2 separate regions of the Sus scrofa genome follow, and region 2 is linked to region 1. Evidence: chromatin contacts called from public Hi-C data. All regions are on one chromosome and are shown on one strand. Each heading gives the region's core, a stretch centred on a gene start, on an enhancer-like site or on the middle of the called end of the contact. The rest is flanking DNA. Distances are from core to core; before and after follow the strand shown. Region 1 holds the start of LOC102160475 (laforin-like). Region 2 holds the start of ALDH2 (aldehyde dehydrogenase 2 family (mitochondrial)).

The links. Hi-C and Micro-C count contacts between places; a contact is called where the count stands out from the background.
Region 2: a Hi-C map of liver shows a contact between it and region 1, with 1.9 times the contacts expected there. The contact joins the promoter of ALDH2 here to the promoter of LOC102160475 in region 1. A contact is called at or near these places in 2 of 5 promoter capture datasets (fetal liver and liver), 13 of 47 Hi-C or Micro-C datasets (alveolar macrophages, blood, embryonic fibroblasts and 7 more) and 1 of 2 datasets of contacts at active chromatin or transcription factors (alveolar macrophages).

The regions. Positions count from the first base shown.
Region 1 is chr14:39,881,990-39,889,114 of Sscrofa11.1, forward strand. LOC102160475 (laforin-like) reads left to right here and starts at 3,917. Exons shown (of 3, transcript XM_021074221.1): 1 at 3,917-4,738; 2 at 6,863-6,988. The coding sequence starts at 3,934. The coding sequence ends at 4,635. MAPKAPK5 (mitogen-activated protein kinase-activated protein kinase 5) reads right to left here and starts at 3,909. Exons shown (of 14, transcript NM_001143694.1): 1 at 3,755-3,909. The coding sequence starts at 3,790.
Region 2 is chr14:39,930,588-39,937,712 of Sscrofa11.1, forward strand. It overlaps ALDH2 (aldehyde dehydrogenase 2 family (mitochondrial)), which reads right to left and starts at 2,526. Exons shown (of 13, transcript NM_001044611.2): 1 at 2,324-2,526. The coding sequence starts at 2,449.

The DNA of each region.
Region 1 (7,125 bases), core at 2,667-5,166:
TGTTCAGCAACATAGATAGAACTAGGGACTCTCATACTAAGTGAAGTAAGTCAGAAAAAGAAAGACCAATACCATATGATATCACTCATATCTGAAATCTAATATATGGCACAAATGAACCTTTCCATAGAAAAGAAATCATGGACTTGGAGAACAGACTTGTGGTTGCCAAGGGGGAGGGGGAGGGAGTGGGATGGTCTGGGAATTTGGGGTTAATAGATGCAAACTATTGCCTTTGGAATGGATAAGCAATGAGATCCTGCTGTATATAGCACTGGGAACTATATCCAGTCACTTATGATGGAGCATGATGGAGGATAATGTGAGAAAAAGAATGTATGTGTGACTGGGTCACCTTGCTGTGTAGCAGAAAATTGACAGAACACTGTAAACCAGCTATAATGGAAAAAATTAAAATCATTATTAAAAAAAAAAAGAAGAGAATATTGTTAGGATGGCAACTGTCCTCAAAACTATGTATAGATTCAATGGAATCCCTATCAAAAATCCAGCCCAGGAGTTTCCGTTGTGGCGCAGTGGTTAACGAATCTGACTAGGAACTATGAGGTTGCAGGTTTGATCCCTGGCCTTGCTCAGTGGGTTAAAAATCTGGTGTTGCCATGAGCTGTGGTGTAGGTTGCAGACGCAGCTCGGATCCCACGTTGCTGTGGCTCTGGTGTAGGCCAGTGGCTACAGCTCTGATCAGACCCCTAGCCTGGGAACCTCCACATGCCATGGGAGCGGCCCTAGAAAAGGCAAAAAGACAAAAAAAATCCAGCCCATGTTTTTGGTAAAAATTGACAAGCTGATTCTAAAATTTATTTGGAAATACAAAATTTGAATAGCCAACTTAATTTTGAAAAAGAAAACTCAAGTTGGTTCTCATGCTATACAATTTGAAAACTTACTATAAACCTTCAGTAATCAAATCAGTGTAGCAATGGCATCAGGATAGTTATATGGATCAGTGAAACACAAAAGAGAATCCAAAAAAATAAATGCGTACAGTTATAATCAACTGATTTTCAAGAAAGATAATTCAATAAGCAAAAGACAGTGTGTTGAACAAATAGTCCTAGAACAATTCCATTTTGGAAAAGTTTTGCAGTTTCTTAAAAAGTTAATCACGTACCTTGGAAATCTATACATAGAACTTCCATATGACCCCGCAATCCCACTCTTGGGCATCTATCCGGACAAAACTCTACTTAAAAGAGACACATGCACCCGCATGTTCATTGCAGCACTATTCACAATAGCCAGGACATAGAAACAACCCAAATGTCCATCAATAGAGGATTGGATTAGGAAGATGTGGTATATATACACAATGGAATACTACTCAGCCATCAAAAAGAATGACATAATGCCATTTGCAGCAACATGGATGGAACTAGAGAATCTCATCCTGAGTGAAATGAGCCAGAAAGACAAATACCATATGATATCACTTATAACTGGAATCTGATATCCAGCACAAATGAACATCTCCTCAGAAAAGAAAATCATGGACTTGGAGAAAAGACTTGTGGCTGCCTGATGGGAGGGGGAGGGAGTGGGAGGGATCAGGAGCTTGGGCTTATCAGACACAACTTAGAATAGATTTACCAGGAGATCCTGCTGAATAGCATTGAGAACTTTGTCTAGATACTCATGTTGCAACAGAACAAAGGGTGGGGGAAAAAATGCAATTGTAATGTATACATGTACTGATAACTTGATCCCCTTGCTGTACAGTGGGAAAATAAAAAAAAAAAGGGGGGGGGGAGTTAATCACGGAGTGTGGTATAGGTTGCAGACGAGGCTTGGATCTGGCATTGCTGTGGCTGTGGTGTAGGCCAGCAGCTACAGCTCTGATTCGACCCCTAGCCTAGGAACCTCCATATGCCTCCGGTGCGGCCTTAAAAAAACAAAAACAAAAAAACAAATATGTAAGACAATCTCTAATCCCAAAATGCTCATTATCTAGTCTAGGTAAGTGACTTGGGAGTAGTGAAGTCAAGTGGCTATGGGAGTAGAGACAGAGATGAGAAGAAGAGCTTTTGGTTGTAGCCAGTTGGCCTAATCCAAATACCTTTAAGAGTAAAAGGATGCGATCTTAAAGTCCAATCAGACCACTCTCTGGTAGTCAGATGGCAGAAATTTAAGTGTTGTGGTGGGAGCCTAGAAAAATAGCTTTTCCAGCTGAACTCTACAGGTCTCAGTTCTCAACAAATGAGGGACGGCTGAAAAAAGCACAACAATGAATACAACACATTGCCACAAACCAAGACTTTTATTTGATGTGATGCTGGCTTACTTCCATGGAAGTATATCCTAGTCAGTACTGTTTGTTAGAGCAAATATTTTAAACTCCACTAATTTGTATTGGTTGTACATACCCAAATTAGTAGGAAGATTCACCAATGGCTTGTTAATTAGTACATGAAGAGAAGAAAAAAAATGTTTTTAAGAAAATTAGCTTGGATAATAATGACTGAAGAAAACTGCAACTCTTTCTAAACCATTCTTAAGTTACTATGGGCTAATATTCACTGAGTTCTTACTAAATGTTAGGTATTGAAAGCACTTTCAGATATGTGTGCTTATTAAATTCTCAAAAAAACCCAAAAAAAACAAAAAAGCTCTGAGCTGGAGAAAGTTGTTTTTTTTTAACATTTTTAAATGTTTGGTATCTTTTCATTTCTTGTTTCCTAATTTCTTATTATAGTTGATTTACAATGTTCTGTCAATTTCTGCTATATAGCAAAGTGACCCAGTCATACACACACACATTCTTTTTTTCACATTATCCTTCATCATGTTCCATCACAAGTGGCAAAATATAGCTCCCTGTAGATAGGAAATAGTTTCTGTTTTTGGGGCTTTTTTTAATCCTCTTTCTTTGGATGAGGAAACAAGGGACAGAGAAGTAAAGTGACTTATTCCAGGACACAGTTAAATGAACGGCCAGGCTAAGATTTCAACTCATGAGTCAACCTGGAGAAACTTTTACAACCACTAAGTAAAACTGCCTCCCCCTTTACATACTTGCCCACTAAAACTATATCTGTCTTCTGCTCAAAACTCTCCCAGATTTCCTCTTTTACTCAAAGTCAAAGCTAAACTTCTTACAATGGCCTACAAGGCCCTATGTGCTTTGGCTTCCCATTACTTGTCTCTAACAATCTACACTGACCCACTGCATCCAAGACACCTTGTTGTTCCTGGATCACATAAGACTTGCACCTACCTCAAGACTTTTGTAGCCACTGAAAAGGGGAGAGGCCACACGGAAAAGTGAGAACAACCTCTTCGCCAAAGAACAGGTTTTCCTTCTGAAAATGCAAATTTCAAACAAATCTGCAGCGATGGGTAAAGTCCAACTCTCCAAGTGTTGCTGCATATTATCTGGACGCAAATTCTGACGACACTTGGGCAGCAGTCTAAAGTAGAGTAGTAGTACGGCCCCCTCCATCCTACAAACGTCAAGCATCTCCACGCCACTCACTTCCATCCTAGCTAAGCACTAGCCACATGCCGGTTTTAAGCAAATAAATCGCCGCAGGGAGTCGGAAATCTCTCTCTCTACACACACACACGCGCGCGCAACCCTTCGCCCCAGTGCTGTAAAATGCAGTCCAAAAAATCCGGGGAAGATCTAAATCTGGGAGATGCTGCAATCTCTCCAAGTTATCTCTTCTTTCTACTGCTGGAGGCAAGAGGAATGCCACAGGAGCAAAGAGGGGGGAGGAAGGGGGCATCTCCCCCTTACCTTGATGGCTTTCTCCATGTCGCTCTCCTCCGACATGCTCCGCGAGGCCCGCACGGCCGGGAGCAGCGGAGGCTGCGCAGCTGCCTGATCCCACCGCAGCCGAGGGAACAAGGAGCTCAGCGCTCCGGACCCCGAGCCTCGGGAAGACTGGCAGCAGCCGCCCCCAGGAACCGGCAGGAATGAAGGCCCCGGCGCCGGCTCGGCCTCGGCGGGCGGTTCTAGGCTGGCGGCGGCGGCGGCAGCGGCCCCCGGGAAGAAGCCTTTGTGCTGGGCCCCACGCGGCCGCCTCCCGGCCTCATCCCCGGCCGGGGAGGCAGGCTCCCGGGGCAGGGCGAGGCGGAGAGGGCCCCGATCCGGGGCGCTGTGCTGGGGCCTCGAAGGGCCTCCGCTTAGGCCCGGGCTCGCCAGGTCCTGAAGAGGAACCTGCGCCTCCGCCTCCGCCGCCGGCACCGCCGAGAAGCCGAGGCCGACCCCGCCGCCGCCGCCGCCGCCGCCGCTGCTCCCGCTGCTGCTTCAGCGCCACACATCGCCGGGACACCCGCGCCGGGCAGCCCTGCCGGCCGCCCGCCTGCCGGCGCTGTGCACTACTTGAACTCCGGGCCGCCCTTCCTGCGGCCAGACTTCGTGCCCCCACAGCTCCACGCGCCCCTCGCCGCGGTCCGCTGGGGTTTCCGAGTCGCCCCCGAACCACGCAGTTGACTTGCAGGCGTCTGCCAAGGCCTCCCCAAGGTGGCGCCAAACTCAGGACAGGCCCCCGGGCCCTCCGCAGCGACGGCGCAGTGCTGATGACGTCAAAGGCCCCAGACCAGGCGGGGCTATTGGACCTTACCACCCAATTCGAGTGGCAGCGGGACATTTCTCACCTTCTGTGTTTTTCCTAACGTCGTGGTCTAGATTTATGGTAGCAGAAACACGCTGCGGAAGAAGCAGAGGATATCGGCTTGTGATAGAGGTCAGACACTGAACCTCCGGAAGAATCCTGAGGTAAGAACAGATATATAGCAATAACAGTTATGTATACAGGGCTTTCATTTTGCGTGAAGCTCTTTTTTTTTCCATTAGTTTCCTTATTCTTTATAAAGTAGGCATTTGGCTCTTCGAGGTAAGTGTATGTATGTGGAATATATAAAATATGTATGTATTTTTTGCTTTTTAGGGCCGCTTCTGTGGCACATGGAAGTTCCCAGGCTAGGTAGGGGTCGAATAGGAACTGTAGCCTCTGGCCTACACCACAGCCACAGCAACGCCAGATCTGAGCAGTGTCTGCGACCTACACGACCTACACCATAGTTCGTGACAGTTCAGGATCCTTAACCCACTGAGCGAGGCCAGGGATCAAACTGGCATCCTCATGGATACTAGACGGGTTTGTAACCTGCTGAGCCACAGTGGAAACTCCTGAGGTGAGTATATTGTTATACCCTATTAACAGATGAGATAACAGATGAAGTAACAGATGAAGTAAGTGGAACTCTCTTGCAAACAGCTGAGAACTAGTGAAGTCAAAATTGGAACCAAGGTTTGTGCTCGTTATGTTACACCAATAACCTGTCAAAGGACCTTGCAGGAGTTTTTGCCTAATCACCTCTTGATAGATCTTCGTTCATTCACTTATTTACTGAGCACCACTGTGTGCCAGGCCAACTCCATCCTGGGGAAACAGTAGAAACAAGATATGGTACCTGTTTACAGATCTTACTTTCCAGAAAAGGAAGCAGAATGTAAAGAGGGAAAAGCACAGAGTTTGTGGATACTAAGAAGAAAGTCAGCAGGGTGCTGAGGTAAGAGAATAACTGGATGTGGGGACTTTTTCCAAGTAGGTGATCAGGGAAGGTCCCAGGTGGTAACTTTGAAGCAGAGACCTCAGATAAATGAGGAGGAGCTGTCTCATTAGAAATCCAAGGAGATTTCTGGGCAGATGGAACAGCATGTGGAAAAGTCTTAAAGTGAAAGTAAACTAAATGTGGTCAAGGAGCATCTGTCATTGTAGCTGGAGTAAGGTGAGTAGGAGAGAGTGGTAAAGGTTGGAGAGATGGGCAGGGCCTGTATCATATACACCCATAGAGGTCATGGTGAGATCTTTGGATTTTATTCTAAGCCAGTGGAAAGTTTTAAACTAAAGAGTGATACCAAATTTATGTTTTAAAAGATAAGACTGCTGTATGAAGAGTGAAATATGGGCAAGTTAAAGTGGAGACATGGAAGAAAGAGAAAAAAAAAGGATTTCCCGTTGTGTGGCAGAAATGAATCCCACTAGGAACCATGAGGTTGTTGGTTCGATCCCTGACCTTGCTCAGTGGGTTAAGGATCTGGTGTTGCTGTGACCTGTGGCATAGGCTGGCAGCTATAGCTCCAATTCAACCCCTAGCCTGGGAACCTCCATATGCTGTGGGCACAGCCGTAATAAGCAAAAAAAAATTGGAGACATGGACAGTTATTAAGAGGCTGTGGGGTAACCTAGATGATTATGATGTTCCAACAGTAAAGTGGCGGTAAAGTTAGAATAGATGGATTTATGATATGTTTCGGAGGTAGAGGTGAATGGACTTACTGAAGGACTCAGTGTGGAAAATGTGAATAAGAAACTAATCCAGAATAATTTCTGGCTTAAGCAGCTTGTATGGGTGATGGGACATTCAGTGAATGAAAGACTTGATGAGAGTGAGAGTGGAGAATCCAGAGTTCTTTTCTGCCTGGTTAATTTGAGGTTCTTATGTGATGTACTAGAGGATAAGTAATTGGATATATTGTGGTGCAGACGTAGTTGTCTCCTTTGTTGACCATTTACCTACACTACATTCCTCAACCCCCGTAAAAAAGGTGTGGCCATATGCCTATGCTTTCCTCCAGTGGAAAGTGAGCAGAATACATGTGCATATATCTAGGCCTGGCCCAGAAAATCTATGAACAGATGCTCTTACTTACTTTGTCAGCCGGAAGATGATGACCAGGTTATGGAGAAGGCAAGGCTTTAAGATGGAAGATACCTGAGTGAAGGAGAAGTCTGCTGTGTTGACCTTAACATCCACTCAGTATTGTTACATGAGAAAAAAAATAAATCTCTGTCGTGTTGAGCTTTTATGTATTTATGTCTTTTTGTTATAGCAGCTTTGCCTATGCTACCTCATTCAAACTAAGAATGTGACCCAGCAGTGAACTTTGGGAGAAAATTTCTGAATAACTTGAACAGTAAGGAAGTAGAAGATGCCTTGGATTCATTTATTGATTCAATAAGTAAGAACTTTTCAATTCTTGGCACAGACAGGCACTGTCCTATGTAATAGAGATGCAGAGATGAGGTCCATTCCTTAAATTATCTGAGTCTGGCAGTTAAACATATTGGTTGTTATCTGCATGTACTTTCCCTCTAT
Region 2 (7,125 bases), core at 1,276-3,775, 47 kb after region 1:
TCCCGTCGTGGCGCAGTGGTTAACGAATCCGACTAGGAACCATGAGGTTGCGGGTTCGATCCCTGCCCTTGCTCAGTGGGTCAAGGTTCCAGCGTTGCCGTGAGCTGTGGTGTAGGTCGCAGACATGGCTTGGATCCTGCGTTGCTGTGGCTCTGGTGTAGGCTGGCAGCTACAGCTCCGATTCGACCCACAGCCCGGGAACCTCCATATGCCGCAGGAGCGGCCCAAGAAATGGCAAAAAGACAAAAAAAAAAAAAAAAGTTTTATTGCAGGATTTGCAACAACTCAACACTGAAAACATCTCAAGGAGCTTTAAAAGGGGCTAGTTCCAGCAGAGTATAATGCTCATGTGGATTGCTTTGCAACCCTTGGGAATAATAAATAAGATCTGAATGTACTTTAAGATTTAAATGTACTTAACTGATTTAGGAAGATAATCTGTATACATTGTTCAATGAGACAGAACTTCAAACAGTAAGTGCAAGGATCTCATTTATGTTAAAAAGAAAAAAAAGTCTGATGCATGCTCACACACACAAATGCCTGTAAGATCACAGACCTACCAGTGAACAGTGCTCTTGGAGGGAGTACAGTGCAGTATGCAGGAAGTTTTACTTTCTTCATTTTTACACAGTGATCAAGGGTTACTTTTATGATCTCAAAAAAATCTGATAAAGAAAAGCAGCTGCAGGAAGATTTCACTCTGCTCCAACTTAGATTCCCAAACTAAAACTAGAGAACAGGACTCAAACTATCTACCGTGCCTATGTGCCCATTTGGACTCTGTTTCCTCACTTCCACAAGAGCACAGAGGAGGAGGATTTTAATTAGATCCTGTGACCACAAAGGCTTAGTGTGCTGCTGCTTTTCCTTTGAGGATGTTTCTGCCTGATGTTCAAGTCTTTCAAGCATAAACTCCTCCTTAAGCAGCCTACCAAGGGAGCAGAAGTTGCTGCCTTTTTGGCTTGTGTTATGCAAAAGGCATATTATTTTATCTTTTGTTTTTATTCCCTCACAAATGACTATTTGTAACATCCCTTAAATCACACAGATGCGCCTTTCCCCATCTCCTGTGTGCAGATTTGCAGCCGAGCTCTGACAAGCAGGTCCCCTGTTGAAAGCAGCCAGCCAGGGGTAGGCTCTACAGCATCCTAAATCAGCAGTGACCCCCTTATTCCCACCCAGAGTTGCATCAGTGGTACCACACGGAAAGTTCTGGTTATTGGCTTACTCTTAGAAGCCTAGATGTGAACCTCAACTTTGATGCTGACTGCAGTCTTTGGGCAACTCAGGAGACCTTCTTGTAACTCAGTCTCTTCATCTGTAAAATGGAGATAATCACAGTACCTACCTCACTGGGCTGTTTAAGGATTAAATGGCAAAACAAGTGCTCTGATTAGTGCCAGATGCAAAGGAAATGCACAGAGAATGAGACATTATTCCTCTAAGTGCCCACAGTGTGAGGCCCTGTGCTCACCCTCTGACCCCTTCCAACTTCAAAGAAGTTGAAGTTCAGAAGAGCAGCAGCAGCTACACTTGTTGCACAAACAAAACGAACTCTTTCATAACCAGTTTTCTTCTCTGTGAAATCCATCACCTTACCCAAACTCAAAGATCAAAACAGAAAATATTCCAAAGTCCTAGTTGAGCAAAAAATCGACTACTGGGAATCGGTGTTATCCTGGAAAGTCCCTCCTTGCTTTAATCAAAGACCCTTGGAAGGCACCAATACTTTACGGAGATTGCGACCGACCAGGTGGGGAAATAATCTACCCTTTCCCAATTCCCAGTAGTGGAAGCGCCTTAGCAAATTAGTAAGTCTTAGCTGAAAAGGACCCCTCCATTTCTTGTTTTTACTTTTGGACTTCCTTGTATGAGGGCATGAGTAAAGAGATTTTTAAAAGAGATTAACTGCGAAAAGACAAAACAGTTCCTGCAAAGAGGGTCTAAAAGGACATGTCCTCTGAGTGGGTGATGTTTAGACTGCTCAGATACAGAGGCGACTAAGAAGCCCGAAATCCGAGGACGATCCGGGTGGAGGGGGAAGGTGAACGGGACCCAGAGTCGGCCCTGAAAAACGGACATCTGCCAGACGAAAAGCGTCCAAAGTCACAGCTGCATAATGAAACAGAGGTGTCGTTGGCGGCTACGGGGCCAAACTGCTCGCGGGCAGGGAAGGGAGTATGCTGAAAGAGCAACTGCAGCAAACCCCTCAAGTCCCAATTGGGTAAACTGAGGCCCAAGAAGGCCCAGGCCGTTCGCACCCGACGGGCTCCGTCCCCCAAGAGAACAAAGCTCTAGCGCGGCTGGGGGGCGGCCTCACCTGGTTGTAGAAGATCTCGGGCTGCTGGTTGGGGGCCGGCACCGCCTGGGTAGGGGCGGCCGATAATAGGCGGCGGCCCTGGCGGAGCACGAGGCGGGCGGCGGCAAGCGCAGCAGGGCGCAACATGCCGATGCTGGAGCTGAAGTTCCGAGAGGCTAGCTAGCGGCGGGTCTGAGGTGGCGGCGGGCAAGGCGAACGCAGAGCCAGGGACCTCTCCCCGGCCCCGCCCGGCAGCCAATGGGCAGGCGCGGGGCGGGGCCCCGGGGCGTGCACCCGGAGGGGAGCAGATGAGGATTGCCAGATCTCCCTGCAGGCCCGCCACTGTCTCTGCGCTTGGCGCGCCGAGGGTGTAGAAGTAATGGATCTCCAGGATTCTGCGTGCGTTGGCTGAACCCCTACTGCGTGCCTGAACCCCTAATATGTACAGGCCTGAACCACAGCGACCCCTGACCTTGACTTACAGGGGTTTACACTCTAGTGGGAGAGACCAACTCTAGTCCAAACACGAGGTAATTTCAGGCAGTGAAAAGGGATGCGAAGGAAATGGATAGGGTGAAGAGATAGTTGGGGCAAGGGTACTACTTTTAAATCCCATAGTCAGGAATTGACACGTGAGACCTGAGTCGTAAAGGGACTGTGACTAAGGGAGAGCATTGCAGGAGGAGGGAACGCTAGGGCAAGGCCTTGAAGTGGGACCACCCGACTTGGGTGGCAGAAGGGGAAACACTGGAGGCCAGGGAACCAGGGGGAGAGGATTAGGAGGTGAGGTGAGAGAGGTGGATGGGGCCAGAACTGGAAGGCGGTGGTGAGGGGGTTTGGAAGGGAAGAATGACTTGCTGGCTTTGCATCATAAACTCATTGCTTACTCCTTCTGTGGAAAATAGACTGCAGGAGGGCAGAGGTGGGAGTAAGGATTTTCCAGGCTGTCTTATTCCACAGACATCCCAGGGCTGGGCACTGGGGACACGGGAGCAATGAGAGGACAATGGATAGGAAAGCAGATGGATCCTGGGTCAAATGTGTACATTTCAACCAGATAAATATCAGCAAAAGTCCAAGAAAGACTGAAGAAACCTGGCAGCAGTTTCTGAGCTGGGTGGAGATAAGTATTTTGACAGCAGAGAAGCAGAGGAAAGGGGCACATCTAGGTGCCAAGTGTCTGGGGAGCTGTTTAAGGCTCTAGCTGTTGGAGCTGAGCCCAAAGAGATTGAACAAAGCCCAAGTATGGAGTACCAGGCAAAGGTATTGCTCCAGTTTTGCTTTGTTTTGGAGAGCTAATATGATGTCAAAAGGATATTGTAAGAATATTATAATCTGCTGAAATAGATACACCACAGCATTCTGGTGGCCAAACACAATGAAGTCCCTACCTACACGTTTCTCACACAGATGTTCCCCTCTAGGCAGGAACTCAGGGACCCAGACTCTTTTCTTTGTGTGACTCTGAGATCAAAGCCTGATTCCCAAAGTTCCCCTGGGTCTCAGCACCAGTCCAAATAACCGAAAGAGAGAAAAAATATTAAGAATGGCACAAGGGAGGTTTTTCTGGGTCAAGCCTGTTTCATTGGTTAGAATTCAGTCATGTGGCTATTCCTCCTTATCAAGGAGTCTAGGAAACAGGCCCTGTACCCAGAAAGAAGGGGAAATAGGTTTGCAGATCAGCTGCAGGGATAAGCTGCAAAGTAAGTCTGCCTCTCTTCTCTGAATGCAGCACCCAGCCTGCATTTCTCTTCCCCCAAGGCATCTTGCTTTTTCTGCTTGGAAATGTGTGTGGGAGATCTTCTGTAACCGCACTCAAGGAAACTGATCTTGGATGGACGTTTAGGTTGTTTCCAGTTTTTTATCTTTACAAACAATACTGCAATTTATAACCTTGACTTCATAAAAATGGAACTACTAAGTCAAAGAATATGGACAATTTAAGTATAGGTGTTGCTGGAATTTCCTAGTGGCACAACAGGTTAAGGAATTGGCATTGTCACTGCTGTGGCTTGGGTTTCCTCTGTGGCTCAGGTTTGATCCCTTGTCCAGGAACTGCACATACCATGGGTGTGGCCAATAAATAAATATGACTATTGCTGTATTATCCACCATAGAGATTTGATCAGTTTATGTCCCACCCCTGTCATGTCTGAGTTTCTTCACACCCTCACAAATACAATTTATCAGATTTTTTTTTTGGTTAGTGTTGCTAATCCAATAGATGAACAAAAGCATTTCTCTTTTTAGAAATGTGCTTGAGTGTCTTTGACTGTATAGTCATGTTTTCTTCCACTGCTACAAACTGTTAATGTTCTTGCTCATTTTTCTATTAGATTGGTTGTTGGTTTCTATAAAATTGAGTTATAGGGGCTTTCTTTACGTCAAAGCAGTTTACCTTTGGCCTGTCATATGTGCTGCAAATACTTTCTGTCAATCCTGTTTTTATCTTTTTACTTAGTCTGTACCTTGTTTTTTTGTTTGTTTGTTTTAGAGCTTTTTGGTTTGTTTTTTTTAATGCCTTCTGGCTTTTATCTTATGTCTATAAAACCTTTTCTACTCTGAGATTATTTTTTTTAACTTATGGGTTTTTTTCAACTTTATTTAGATCTCATTGACATATGACATTGTGTAAGTTTAAGGTATACAACATATTGATTTGATATACTTACATAATGCAAAATGAATACCACCATAGTATTAACACCTCCATCACATCACATAATTATCACTTCTTTTTTTGTGATGAGAACATTTAAGATCTACTCTTTAAGCAAATGTCAAGTATTTAATACAGTATTGTTAACTCTAATTGCCATACTGTACATTAGATCTCCAGAACTTATCCATCTTATAACTGAAAGTTTGTACCCTTTGACCAGTATCTCCCCATTTCCCCCACTCCCCAGCCCCTGGTAACCACCATTCTACTTGTTTCTGTGGGCTTACCTTTTTAGATTCCACATATAACATAGGTCATACAGTATTTGTGATTCTCTCTCTAACTTATCTCAACATGAAGACTTCAGGGTGCATTCATGTTGTTAACAAATGTTTTTCTCCTGGTTGAATAGTATTCAATATATATACATTGTGTGTCTATATACCATGTCTTTTTTATCCATTCATCTGTTGGTGGACACAAGTTATTTCTGTATCTTGGCTATTGTGAATAGTGCTGCAGTGAACATGAAAGTGCAGGTGGCTCTTTGGGGTGGTTATTTTAGCTTCTTTAGATTTTCCTTGGACTCAGAAGTAGGATAGATGGATCATAAGGCAGTCCTCTATACTGTTTTGCATGGTAGCTATACCAATTTACATTCCTACCAATAGTATATAAGGATTCCCTTTTTGCCACATCCTCACCAACCCTCATTGACAATGACTTTTTGATGTTAGCCATTCAAACTGGTGTGAGATGATATCTCATTGTGGTTTTGAGTTGCATTCCCTGATGATTAGTGGTGCAAGTTTCCTTTCATGTACCTGTTGACCATTTATATGTCTTCTTTGGAAGAATATGTGTTGGTTCCTTTGCCTATTTCTTAATTGGATTGTTTTTCCATTATTGAGTTATATGAGTTCTTTATGTATTTTGGGTATTAACCCCTTATCCAATATACAATTTGCACATATTTTTCCCCTTCTGATGACTACCTTTTCATTTTGTTGATTGTTTCTTAAGCTGTGCAAAAGCTTTTTAGTTTGAAATGTCCCACTTACTAATTTTTGCTGTTGTTGCTTGTGCTTTTGGTGTCATATCCAAAAAATCATTTCCAAGATCAAAGTCACGGAGCTTTTTTCTTGTTTTCTTCCAGGAGTTTCATGTCTGAGTCTTTATTCCAGTTAATTTGAGTTAATTTTTGTGAGTAATGTTAAGATAGGGGTCCATTTTCATTCTTCTGCATGTGGTTATCCAGCTTTCCCAACACCATTTTTTTTTTTTTTTTTGTCTTTTTGCTATTTCTAGGGCCGTTCCCGCAGCATATGGAGGTTCCCAGGCTAGGGGTCTAGTTGGAGCTGTAGCCTCCGGCCTATGCCAGAGCCACAGCAACGCGGGATCCGAGCCGCATCTGCAACCTACACCACAGCTCATGGCAACGCCGGATCATTAACCCACTGAGCAAGGGCAGGGACCGAACCCGCAACCTCATGGATCCTAGTCGGATTCGTTAACCACTGAGCCACAATGGGAATGCCCCAACACCATTTTTTGAATGTTTATTTTCTAGTACTTTCATTGCTCATATTTTACACTCTGAAATTTGATTATTTTATTAATTTTGGTATAAGGAAAGATTTAAAGACCAATTCCTTTTTTTTTAAGATGTTGCATGGAGTTCCTAACACCATTTATTCAGTAATTAATTTTTCCCCACCCGTATGAAAAGCCATCTCTTTGTATACTAAATGCCCTTAAGTAATTGAGTATTTCTGAACTGTGTTCTTTTACATGGATCTGCCTATTCCTTTGCCAGTATGATGCTGGTGTGTCCCCTGTAGCTTTATTGTTAAATCTTAATCTCTCGTACTGTCATTTCTCTCAACCAAGATTTTTAAGCCTGTAAGTGATGAGTTTGTAAATGTGCTTTGAGAGATCCCTCTGGAGACACCATGGAAATTCAGTTGTAGAGAAGAGACAGGCTGGAAGCAGAGAGCTGACATGAGAGATGATGACAGCCTGGTTAGAAACAAGGGGAATGATTAGGAGGGAGAGCACAGAGGTGGAATTGATAGGTCACTGGATGGAGATAAGGGTGAGGGAGAGAGTGGAAGATGGTGCTGAGATTTCTACCCCCTGCTAAGTGAAAGCTAGGAAAAAC